Linked DNA regions of Mus musculus: regions 1 and 2 are each linked to region 3. Evidence: chromatin contacts called from public Hi-C data. All regions are on one chromosome and are shown on one strand. Each heading gives the region's core, a stretch centred on a gene start, on an enhancer-like site or on the middle of the called end of the contact. The rest is flanking DNA. Distances are from core to core; before and after follow the strand shown. Region 1 has its middle 15 kb from the start of Gm38412. Region 2 has its middle 33 kb from the start of Gm38412. Region 3 overlaps Magi3 (membrane associated guanylate kinase, WW and PDZ domain containing 3).

What was found. A called contact is a pair of places that touch in the nucleus more often than the background predicts.
Region 1: a Hi-C map of liver shows a contact between it and region 3, with 5 times the contacts expected there. The contact joins two enhancer-like sites. A contact is called at or near these places in 1 of 15 datasets of contacts at CTCF or cohesin (the NIH/3T3 cell line), 7 of 484 Hi-C or Micro-C datasets (the G1E-ER4 cell line, bone marrow-derived macrophages, liver and 2 more) and 7 of 115 datasets of contacts at active chromatin or transcription factors (cardiomyocytes, embryonic limb bud, embryonic stem cells and 2 more).
Region 2: a Hi-C map of liver shows a contact between it and region 3, with 5 times the contacts expected there. The contact joins two enhancer-like sites. A contact is called at or near these places in 2 of 15 datasets of contacts at CTCF or cohesin (the NIH/3T3 cell line and large pre-B cells), 5 of 484 Hi-C or Micro-C datasets (the G1E-ER4 cell line, bone marrow-derived macrophages, liver and 1 more), 11 of 115 datasets of contacts at active chromatin or transcription factors (cardiomyocytes, embryonic limb bud, embryonic stem cells and 5 more) and 1 of 9 other capture datasets (embryonic stem cells).

Annotation. Positions count from the first base shown.
Region 1 is chr3:104,421,982-104,425,500 of GRCm38.p6, forward strand. No RefSeq gene overlaps it. Among named protein-coding and RNA genes, the nearest start is that of Gm38412, 15 kb to the left of the region's middle. Within about 2 kb of position 2,175, at least 13 of the 459 cell types and tissues checked have an H3K27ac peak or open chromatin away from gene starts, as enhancers often do. A contact at or near this core is called in liver, where this site is marked.
Region 2 is chr3:104,440,392-104,443,937 of GRCm38.p6, forward strand. No RefSeq gene overlaps it. Among named protein-coding and RNA genes, the nearest start is that of Gm38412, 33 kb to the left of the region's middle. Within about 2 kb of position 1,725, at least 210 of the 459 cell types and tissues checked have an H3K27ac peak or open chromatin away from gene starts, as enhancers often do. A contact at or near this core is called in liver, where this site is marked.
Region 3 is chr3:104,140,186-104,143,907 of GRCm38.p6, forward strand. The region is part of intron 1 of Magi3 (membrane associated guanylate kinase, WW and PDZ domain containing 3); the gene reads right to left. Among named protein-coding and RNA genes, the nearest start is that of Magi3, 78 kb to the right of the region's middle. Within about 2 kb of position 2,371, at least 25 of the 459 cell types and tissues checked have an H3K27ac peak or open chromatin away from gene starts, as enhancers often do. A contact at or near this core is called in liver, where this site is marked.

The DNA.
Region 1 (3,519 bases), core at 925-3,424, 280 kb after region 3:
TGTCTTAGAGTGGTGGGTGCTAGGTAAGTCAGGGGTGAATGCAGCTCTTCCTGTCCAAGCAATTGGATCTATGCTTCCCTCTAGAATACTGGGACCCCAAGCCCCAGCCACACTACTTAGGCCAGCTTGCCTTCCGAGAGTGGGTAAACTGCGAACCCAGTTTCCACCCTGTACTGGCTAGTTTTGTGTCAACTTGACACATCTGGAGTTATCACAGAGAAAGGAGCTTCAGTTGAGGAAATGCCTCCATGAGATCCAGCTGTAAGGCATTTTCTCAATTAGTGAACAAGGGGGAAAGGCCCCTTGTGGGTGGTGCCATCTCTGGGCTGGTGGTCTTGGTTCTATAAGAGAGCAGGCTGAGCAAGCCAGTAAAGAACATCCCTCCACGGTCTCTGCATCAGCTCCTGCTTCCTGACCTGCTTGAGTTCCAGTCCTGACTTCCTTTGGTGATGAACAGCAATGTGGAAGTGTAAGCTGAATAAACCCTTTCCTCCCCAACTTGCTTCTTGGTCATGATGTTTGTGCAGGAATAGAAACCCTGACTAAGACAAATTGGTACCAGCATAGTGGAGTATTCCTGTGACAACCTGACCTTGTTTTGGGGAGGACTGTGGAAGGACTTTGGAACTTTGGGCTTGAAGACCCATTCGTTGTTAAGAGCTCTGTCGGATGTTGTGTAGGAGCTTGGAAGATAATGTTGAGAACAGTGCAGAAGATGGAGGTCTGGCTTGTGAAATTTCAGAGAGAAAATTAAAGACTCTTTTCAGGGCCATTGCTATTTTGAAGTTTGATTATTTTGTGGTTCTGGTTAGCTGGGGCTGATTAATCAGCTGTGATTAACAAGATACCAGAACTACTAAGGCAAAACCTTTGCATTACTGGGACTATTGATGCTGGTTAACTGGAGCTAAGAAATTAGCGGTGATTAAGAAGAGACCAGCATGGTTGAGGTGACATCTTCTGGGAAGTGTTTTCTGAAAGCACAAAGAGGCTGTGTTCCAGAGATAGCCAAGGTTGTACTCCAGCTGCAGTGGGACTTGGTAATGTGTAAGGGTCACCCAGGTGGTACTGGTTTTGAAGGCATGTAGGGGTCATGCAGAGCAGCTGAGGTTTGGCACTGTGAGAGGCCATGGAAGGCCATTGGTGAAGGTGCAGTCCCAGTTGCAATTGATGGCCCAGGACTGAAGGGATCATGCAAGGGAGTTGAGGCTTGGCACCATGAAGAGAGCCTATGAGAGGCTATTGTTGAAGCCAAGTTACATTGGAAGACAGCAGCATTTGGCGATGCCAGTACTATGAGATGACTAACAAGAACAGCAGCAGCAGTGAAGTACAGGCAGCGGGAGCCTAGAAGACAACATGTGTGCTACAAAGGGCATGGCTGGAGAAGTGACCCAAGCCCTTGGAGGAGCCCAGAAGATCGTGAGTTGAATCCCAGACGTTGGATGGTTGGAGATTGATTTTTGCTTTTGATTGTGACTGTGCCCTGATATTTTTCCCTCTTGAAGGAAGTTTTTTAGTGAAGCCCACAGTTAAGAGACTTTGAATTTTAAAATACTTTGAATTTTATGTAAAGACTGTGGGACTTTTAAAGTTATTTAAGATCTTGGGGATGAATAAAAACTAAGAGTTGAGGCTTACTAGTGATGTGTTTGTGTGTCAAGTTGACAAGGGGTCAATTGTACTGGCTAGTTTTGTGTCAACTTGACACAGCTGGAGTTATCACAGAGAAAGGAGCTTCAGTTGAGGAAATGCCTCCATGAGATCCAGCTGTAAGGCATTTTCTCAACTAGTGATCAAGGGGGAAAGGCCCCTTGTAGGTGGAACCATCTCCGGGCTGGTAGTCTTAGTTCTATAAGAGAGCAGGCTGAGCAAGCCAGGGGAGGCAAGCCAGTAAAGAACATCCCTCCATGGCCTCTGCATCAGCTCCTGCTTCCTGACCTGTTTGAGTTCCAGTCCTGACTTCCTTTGGTGACGAACAGCAATGTGAAAGTGTAAGCCGAATAAACCCTTTCCTCTTCAACTGCTTCTTGGTCATGATGTTTGTGCAGAAATAGAAACCCTGACTAAGACACACCCTAACTTTGCTGGCTGCCAGGCGAGCAACAGCACACCTCCTCTGCCCCACCTGCGCTTCTCCTGGCCCCCACTGGCCCAGGCCTGACTCCAGGACAGGTCTTCACTTTGGGTTCCTTTGGCTGGATTTCCAATGTCTACCCTCCTCCTGGGAAGTACCATTCCAATGCCATTGTGCTGAGCATGTGTTTCTGGCTTTCCTGGGCTGGGAAATGGAAAACAGTCACTCATTAGCACCCCAAACGCTTTTCAGAGGAAACGGTGTGATGTACCAGGACCCCCATGCATATTTATTTTTAAAATATGTTTTTTAATTTGAAAGCACAGGGCCGCTGCAGGTCTGCGGGCCTTCTCACCTGCTGCGCCGTGTGATTAGCCAGGCCTTTTCTCACTGGGTGGCTCGGACAGCTAATGGACTCAGGCTCCCCATGTATGTTTATCTTCAGTTAATTAAAATTTTGCCAAATCTTCCTCACAGCCCTTGCTCACAGCAAGGCCAAGCCTTGGCTTGTGGCCCTGATCTGGTCTGGCAGACTGGATGGGGGCGGTCATCCTATTAAATATTAATCTAAGAAAGCAATCAGGCCTATGGGCTTCCACCCCTGAAGTTCTCCCGCTGGGAAGTCACAGATCAATGCCAGAGCTCAGAGCCTGTGGCAACTCTTCCTGCCAGGCCTTGGTCAGCATCAGACACGGATTTTCAGAACTGTTTGATGATAAATCTGGGCAGAATTCTGAGCACACACTCTCAAAAACTGGGGTGAATTATACCACAGGTCTGCCTTGGACAGGGATGTTAAGCGCAGCATGAACGTGCACCTCATAAATGACGAATGGGCGGATCTGACAGCGTTTATTTGGAAGTGCTGGCTTAGGTAAAGACTCACAAGTACCTCACACATCAGATGCCAGTTCTGAAACTGTCTCTGAGGGAAGGGGAAGATGAGGGCAGAGCTGACTCCTCAGAGCCTTCACTACCCCCTTTGGAGATTTGTGGAAGCTGCCGAAGTTCACCTTCATCTCTTCCGTTGCTCTTAGTCCTGTCCCTGCCCCCAGATCATTCCAGTGGGTACCTTCTGCTAGCAAATTTGGGAGACACAGAAATACTCTATGGGGCCCCAGAGGGTAGTGGCACATATCTTTAATCCCTGCACTTGGGAGGCAAAAGCATGCAGATCTCTGAGTTCAAGGTCAGCCTGGTCTACAGAGCAAGTGCTAAGACAGCCAGGGCTACACAGAAAAACCCTGTCTCAAAAACAAAAAACAAAATAAAACACAAAAACAACAAAAAGAAACAGTGTAGTGTGGTTTTAATTTTATCACTCAGCAGGATCTGGCATGTTCAGGACCTGGGTCAGTGACCACATTCAGAAAGGGGATCTTTGCAAATGTAATTAGTTTAAAAAGGTGGGCCCTGGTCCAAGGACTAGTGTTTTTAGGAGC
Region 2 (3,546 bases), core at 475-2,974, 300 kb after region 3:
AAACGATGCTTCTGGCTGATAGCACGAAGCTATGGTTTCTTCTCTCCTACCCACCCCTTTCTGTTGCAGGCTGATCACATTTCCTTGGTGATTTCCATGCTTAGTCAGAAGACTTAAGGGATAGCTCTGCATTCCACAGGCTCTTGTCCAGATAACCTACTCTGTACTAATTAGTGTGATCATCCGCAAGGTCCCTTCCTTCCTGTCTGCCTCGAGTTTGTACGGAACAACTGCCATACACTATAGTAACTCCGCTGGACCCCTGGAGAGGCTGAAGATGAAGATGCCAGTGCCTCTGTCAGAAAAACAACACAAAACCCATCTGTTTCTAGTGGTTTCCTCTCTCACTTAGACCATGAGAACGTTGTAACTGAATGGGAGAGAGCCAAGAGTCTGGCAGCTGATCTGAGGGAATCTTACACAATTTTGATGAGACCCCCCCACACCCACCCCAGTGTGAACCAAACCAGTTCTCCAGTACAGGATAACTAGAGAGAGACAGCTGAGACATGGGGAGGGGCCTCAGTGGTCGCCTGCGCGCACACACACATTTGTCTGTGTATCAGCTCCTAAAATTGTAGTTAATACTGTTGTTATCATATTACCACTCAAACAGATATGAAGCAGGCATAAAGGGGCTAAATGACCCATGCAGCACCAGCCAGCAAGTAAAAGGTAGAGTTGGGACTGGAACCGAGTTAGTCAGTCTGCCTCAAGTCCCAAATGCCTGAAGCACGCACATTCAAACAAAAACCAAGGAAAGGGCTGGCCGGATATCCAATGGGGGCAGAATAGGTAAAAGCTACAAGGACACTCCCTGCCCCAGGGCATTCTCAGTGAGGAAAGGCGGCTTTTGATAAGTCAGAATGCCTATCCACCCCATGCTTTAAACGAGCTCTCATACACACCATTCATTCTGTTTCGACCATATTGTCACTTGTCCCCTTATAGACAGGTACTCCAGGGCCGAACCTGGAGAAGTTTCATAGTGTCTGCCAAGCACCGAGACTGGGTCCCCGGGTTTCTGCGTGCCGCTGTTCTTCTCCCTTTAGACATTAACTGCTGTAACTAGTGCTTCGCGGTGGCTCTAGTATCTGGGGTCCTGACCTCTAGAATGCAGTCCTGGGACACACTGCTCTTCCACCCAGCTTCCGTCTGTAAATATTTCTTCATGCTGGAAATGGTTCTGAGCACTCCTCAGTGCCAAGCTCTCGAACCACCAAGTTGAATTCAATGTTTGCCCAAGCCGCTCAGTATTTGCTAGTGGTGACAAGCATGGGAGGGACCTTCTCCGTGGACTGAGGGATGGCCCCAAACCTGCTCCTTTACCCTGGAAGTGGGAGCTGCAAATGAGATCACACAGGACAATCAATTTGTAAAAAAGCATAAGGTGAGAATGGGGTGTGGAGAGAGGGTGAGAAGAGGAGGGGGAAGGGAAACGATTCAAGGAAGAGAGAGGACACGGGCAAGACTGCAGCCTTGGATCAAAATGAAGACCTCTGAGGGCCAAGCTGCGAGCTCATCCTGGGCTAGGAGCCCAGAACAAGACTCCGGCCTCCGAGGACAAAGCCTGGAGCTCTGGCCTCTCCCTCCCAACAGGCCAAGCTGCCCTGGGCTTCATCCTGGCAGCGTTCTAGAACTTTTGAGCCATGCACCGCCCCGTACAGATTTTGAGTTACAGCCTGAGCCATGACAAAGGCCAGGCCTCTCGCCATTGTGCAACCGGAGAAGCCGGATTTCCTGTGAATCCCCTTACGTAAGGGTATCCCTGAGCAATGGTGGCCTGGGTAGCGCCCTCTGCCGCCATTCTCTGTGCTGAAGCGCCACCTGGAGGCCAGTTCTCGTTCAAACCGCTGTGTAGTAGAGCCTCCACAGAAGGAAACAAGAAGATGCCTTGGAACAAAAAGGCGCCTTTTGAAAGAGCCTCAACAGTTTCTTCACCCGCCCTTTATCTATTGCTGATGGGGTATTCAAGAGTTAAATGACAGGCTTCTTAAAGGGACAGGATTAGAGCCACAGTGATCTTGTCACTGCCTTTCTTAAATTCTAATATCTGGATCTGAAGAGCACACGTGAGGGGAAAACTGCAGTTTGCCCTGCATCTCGGATTCCAACCTCTTCATCCCCCTACTGCAAAATTCAGGTTAGACTAACTTGTGTAGAGAGCTTGGCAGTGAGCCGGCCCCTTCTCGGGAGAGCCTGGGATGCTGCAGAGGTTTTTTAATCAGCTGCCTGGCCCTGGGCATGAACACACACCCTGGATTACTCAACAAGTAGCTGGGGGCTGGGGGGGGGGGGGGGGCGGGGACTACAAAAATAATTGTTTAAATTGAGCTCCAAGTTATTTTAGCCTGAAGAAATTCTAAGCTAGATGGACCCAGGAAATAGGGAGTATTCAACATAAAGAAAAGGGGACCAGGCTTCCAAACTGAGAAAGGTTTTGTCTTGTTTTGCCTTTTTTGTTTTTTGGTTTTTTTTTTTGTTTTGTTTTGTTTGTTTTTTGTTTTGGGTAGGGAGGCAAGTAACCAAGCAAGCAAAACAACACAGAGAAAGGGGGGGCTTTCTTTTTCAGAATTTTATACTTATTCTTTTGGTAGGCCAGCAGTTTAGCTTCCTACAAGGACAAAAGACCCTGACATCTCAAGCAAATCCTTATCAGAAAGTGGAAAATGCTAGAGTTATCAGGAATATTCCATATCAAACCATATTACAGCATCATGGTAACAAAAACAGCATGTTACTAGCTCAAAAAGTGGCCCTGGCAATCAAGGGGCTCAAACAGAGGTCCCAGAAGTCACCCCACAAAGCTACAGTTCTCTATCTTTGGACAAAGGTATCAAAAACATACACTGGAGGAAAGAGACCTCTAAACACCTGTGCTGAGAAAACGATTTCCACAAGGAGAGGAAAGACTAAGACCCCCGTCTCCAACCCTGTGCAAAATCAACTCAAAGTGGATCTTAGAGCCAGACCTGAAGCAAAACACTTCAGGACACAGGCATAGAAGAAACTTTCTCAACAGTGCTCCAACTGTACAGCACACATTGCCAACAACCAACAACTAGACGTATAGGAAACTAAGACGTTCCTGTCCAGCAAAGAAAACAAGCACCAGCGCCTAGAGAATGGTAAGAAAATCTTTGCCTGCTACACATCTTTATATATACAGAACTGGGCAAATTAAACACCAGGAAAACAGATCACCCAGCAGAAAACAAGCTAACCGACTGGGCAGACAGTTCTCAAAGAAGGCATACAGATGGGTGATACCCAAGCACAACCAGAGAACAAGCCATGAACCAAGGCAAGCTCTGGTTATCAGAGCAGCAGTATGCAGTGCCTGGGTGCCCACAAAGGTGCCCACATCTTAATGCAGTCGCTGCTGTTACTCTCCAGACCAACAGTTCCAACAAGAGTCATGGTTGAACTTATTATAAGATAAAACGGTCACCCACCCACCTGGGGAACAACATGTAGCCTACTGGTTGGGTGAAGAACACAAAGAAAACAATGTCATTTATCCACGAACCCTCTCCCCTCCAAAAT
Region 3 (3,722 bases), core at 1,121-3,620:
TCAGTGGGAACATAGGACCACTGTTAGTACTATCGTACTCAGCCATCAATCTATTCAAACATGTATGGAGTGCCCAGTATCCACGACAGGCATGAGATAGGTCCTAAGAGACAAGAAGCCTACATGTCAATGGACAAGGGTTATATTATGGTTCAGAAATATCAACATATATTCTTCAGGCTCTATGCTGTAAGGTGGCTTCTTTTTTCCTTCAATTCTACTTTATTTTAGGTATTAGAAATAGCTACCTCATGAACACAATTATGTTGGTTGAATGATATGACAAATGTTAATTCAGTAATTGGTAATTTTTATGCAGATGTTAGAATAAAAAAATGCAACCAAACTGCCAATTCACATATAAAAATCTTCCTTAAAAATTACTTAGAGGCATAACAATGAAAGGAATGCAACTATGACATTTATATAGTGAATTCTGGAATTCATTCATACTTCATACCTATGAAGAAATGTGAGAACTATGTGCATACTTTGTTGCTGACTGAATGAGAAACAACAAACCAGTTGTTCTCAGGTAAAAGCTGATCATTTCTATCTGTTCTAAGCATGGAGATAATCATACAACTGCTTCAAATGACAAGCTTCAAAACAATCAACATTTGGTAAAATGACAATTATCTTCTATTCATGCAAAACATACAAATAACTCAGACTAAGCATAGATTTTGGATCACAATTTTAACAGAATGCAGGTATGGAAAATTTTTAGAGTCAACTCAAAAGCTCATTTTTAGTTATGATAAAATATGAACTTATTAGCAGAAGAAATAAATTTAAGAATACTGAAAAGACCAAACATTTGGTTTTTTTCACCCATATTTTCTACATTTACATAAGTAAATCCATTTGAAATGTCATGAGAATAATATCTCAAATGTAAAAGGAAACAAGTTGGCCAAGTCTAGACTTAAATATACGTAAATCTCTCATAGAAATCCATAGAAGGTAGATAAATAGATAAAAAGTAGGTATATAGATTGAACAGAAGCGCCTTATCAAACATAGCATTTTAACAATTTGCAGGAGATTACAGGGGACAGATTTGTGTGGTGTGAGCATATCCACATGTGGAGGCCAGAGATCAATGCCAGGTATCTGCCTCTATGGCTTGCCACCTTCCATTTCAAGTTAGAGACTCTCACCGAATCTGGATTTGCCAATTCAGCTTGACTAGCTGAGCAGAAATCTCTGTTGTCTTTACTCTCCCAGGGCCAGAGCCACAGACATGCTACTACTCCCACCTTTTATATGGGTGCTGGTGATAAAACTCAGGCCCCTTTTACAGCAAGCACTTTACCCATGAGCTACCCCTCAAGCCCTAAAATGTTTGATTTAAAAAAAAAACTGCATTTTTCACATTGAGAAATAAAAAACCACAGTTCTAATAAAACAATAATATAGAAAACACAATAGACAATTTCTAAAAATTAATTTTATGGTAGAACTTCATTATGATGCCATAGAAACAGCATGAGTAAAATTACATTCTTCATATGAAAAGATAATTGAATAGTATTCACTGGTAATGGGAAATAAAAATTTAGCCTAATTGCAGTAAAAGGAATTATAAGAAAATAAAAATAATAATGGCATTAGCCATTTTAGGGTTACTAGTAAATATTCTTAAATAGTTTTAAATTTGTATGTGATTTTGATGTTTAGGGGCTAGAAAAAAATCTAGATCTTAAAATAACAATTTGACAATAAAAATCCTTTTGTCAGAGAATTTTGGTAAATATGCAAGCAATTATAATAATTAATAGTAATAATAATAAAACTTCACAAAGACTCTCTAGTGTAATCTTAGGATTGCTTAAGTGAAAATGGAATAGCTTCTAAATAATACTATAATTCATTCATTTGTGTAATTTCCTCCCATTCATTTTTAAGAGAAAAAATTTTAAAAATGTTCTCCACATAACTTATGCATAATAGTTTTCCTGTTTCAAAATAGCAGTGACAGCATCCAACAAGGAATCTTGAAGGGTGTTTTCTCAAAAAATTAAAATTAAAAAATCAATCATTTTCTCAGTAGGAAGGATCAATGTAGGATAAGGACAGATCAATACAGCTTATTTATTTCCTTCTGCTCTGATCCTAGGTGTGGCTTCACTTTTGCACTACAGAATATACTTTCTGCATACAATAAAATGTGACACAGGTCTATTAAAAGGAAGAAGGAAAAGAATTTCATGTTTATTTGTCCATGATGAAAGGAACAAGGGTGCATCAGCACTCACTATGCTCCCATTGCCAACCTTCTAAATGGTAGATGAGCAGCTGTGTTTCTCACACCTCCAGTTATCAGAAATTAGTGCAGCTGACTGGGAACTGTAACAGTCCTCTCCAGTTCAGTTAAACAGGGCGAGCCGTGGCAGCTTCACGGTGTATTTACTTATCACCTTGGAGGACTTTGGAGCCTGCGGAGAAAAACAGCCAGGCTGGCCAGATGCCCTGGATTGCAAATGTTTGACCAAAGGGGTTAAAACACTGACATGAAAACTTTAAAAGAAAAGTGGTTACCCTTAAGTTTTCTTCCCATCACCTCATTAAATCTATCTTTGTCTTTCTTTCCTTTTAACAAAATATTGCAATGGACACTCCATGTTTGCATGCCATATTTCTTTTCTTTTTAACATATCTTTTCACAAATTCACAAGAGTTGAGGAAGAACTGACATTAGGAAAATGGCTGTAAAGGTCCTTGCTGCTAAGCCTGAAGACCTGAGCTTGATCCTTGTAACCCACATGTGCTAGAGGGTTGTTTCCTCAAAAAGTAGAAGAGAGAATAATAAGGTCTGTTGTCCTGAAATGAAGAGTTAGCCTCTTCATCTGAAGTTATAAAGGTGCTAGTAGTCTCCTCATGTGCAAAACAGGGAAAAACACTTTTTGCTATCTTATAGGACCATTTGAAGATGAAAATGTTTAATATATTAAAATACTTAAAACAATAATTTATATGGGGCTAAAAAAATCCTTTTTGTGAGCGCCAAAGCAAGCCCTAAGAAAATATAAAAACCAAAATAATTGGGGTAATAAACAATTATTTGAAGCAGGAGAGGGGAAGGGACCATAAAGCTTGAACAAGTTTTAAAAAGAAAAGTCTTGGTCACTAGCCTTCTTTTTAAATTTCCTGGTTTTTTAGTACCCTCAATTAAAGGGTTTTGCAGAATATTGAAAATACACTCAAATTATAAAATATTTGTTTTCTGTGACTCTAAATTGGACCTAATTTAAATATCTTCATTGTCTTTCTCATGATTCTTAAGCTCTATCTTTGAAATATGACACTGGACTCTCTTCTTGATAATTTCGTTACTACTGTACTAATCAACTATCATCGTCTCTTAGTAGAGTAAGATAGTCCTCCTTGCTTTTCCCTACCCCCTATAGTCAAATTCCCACACAGCAGCCAGAACGAGCTTTCTTAAGCCCAAATTAGTATAGCTTTCAGGGCACACAACAATCCTCTGTCCATAATGCTTTAGGGACATCTACTCTTGTTCCTACTTCTGTCCTCTTTTACCTCGTTAAAACACTCTATTTCCTTCACAGAATTCACATGATTGTTTTATTACAGAATTATTACATAATATTTTACATAACTATTATGATATTTGGATTCATTAAGACAGAATTTATACATCTTACTTATCATTATAAGATCTATAATACCTGCCATAAAAGCTTCAATATACATAG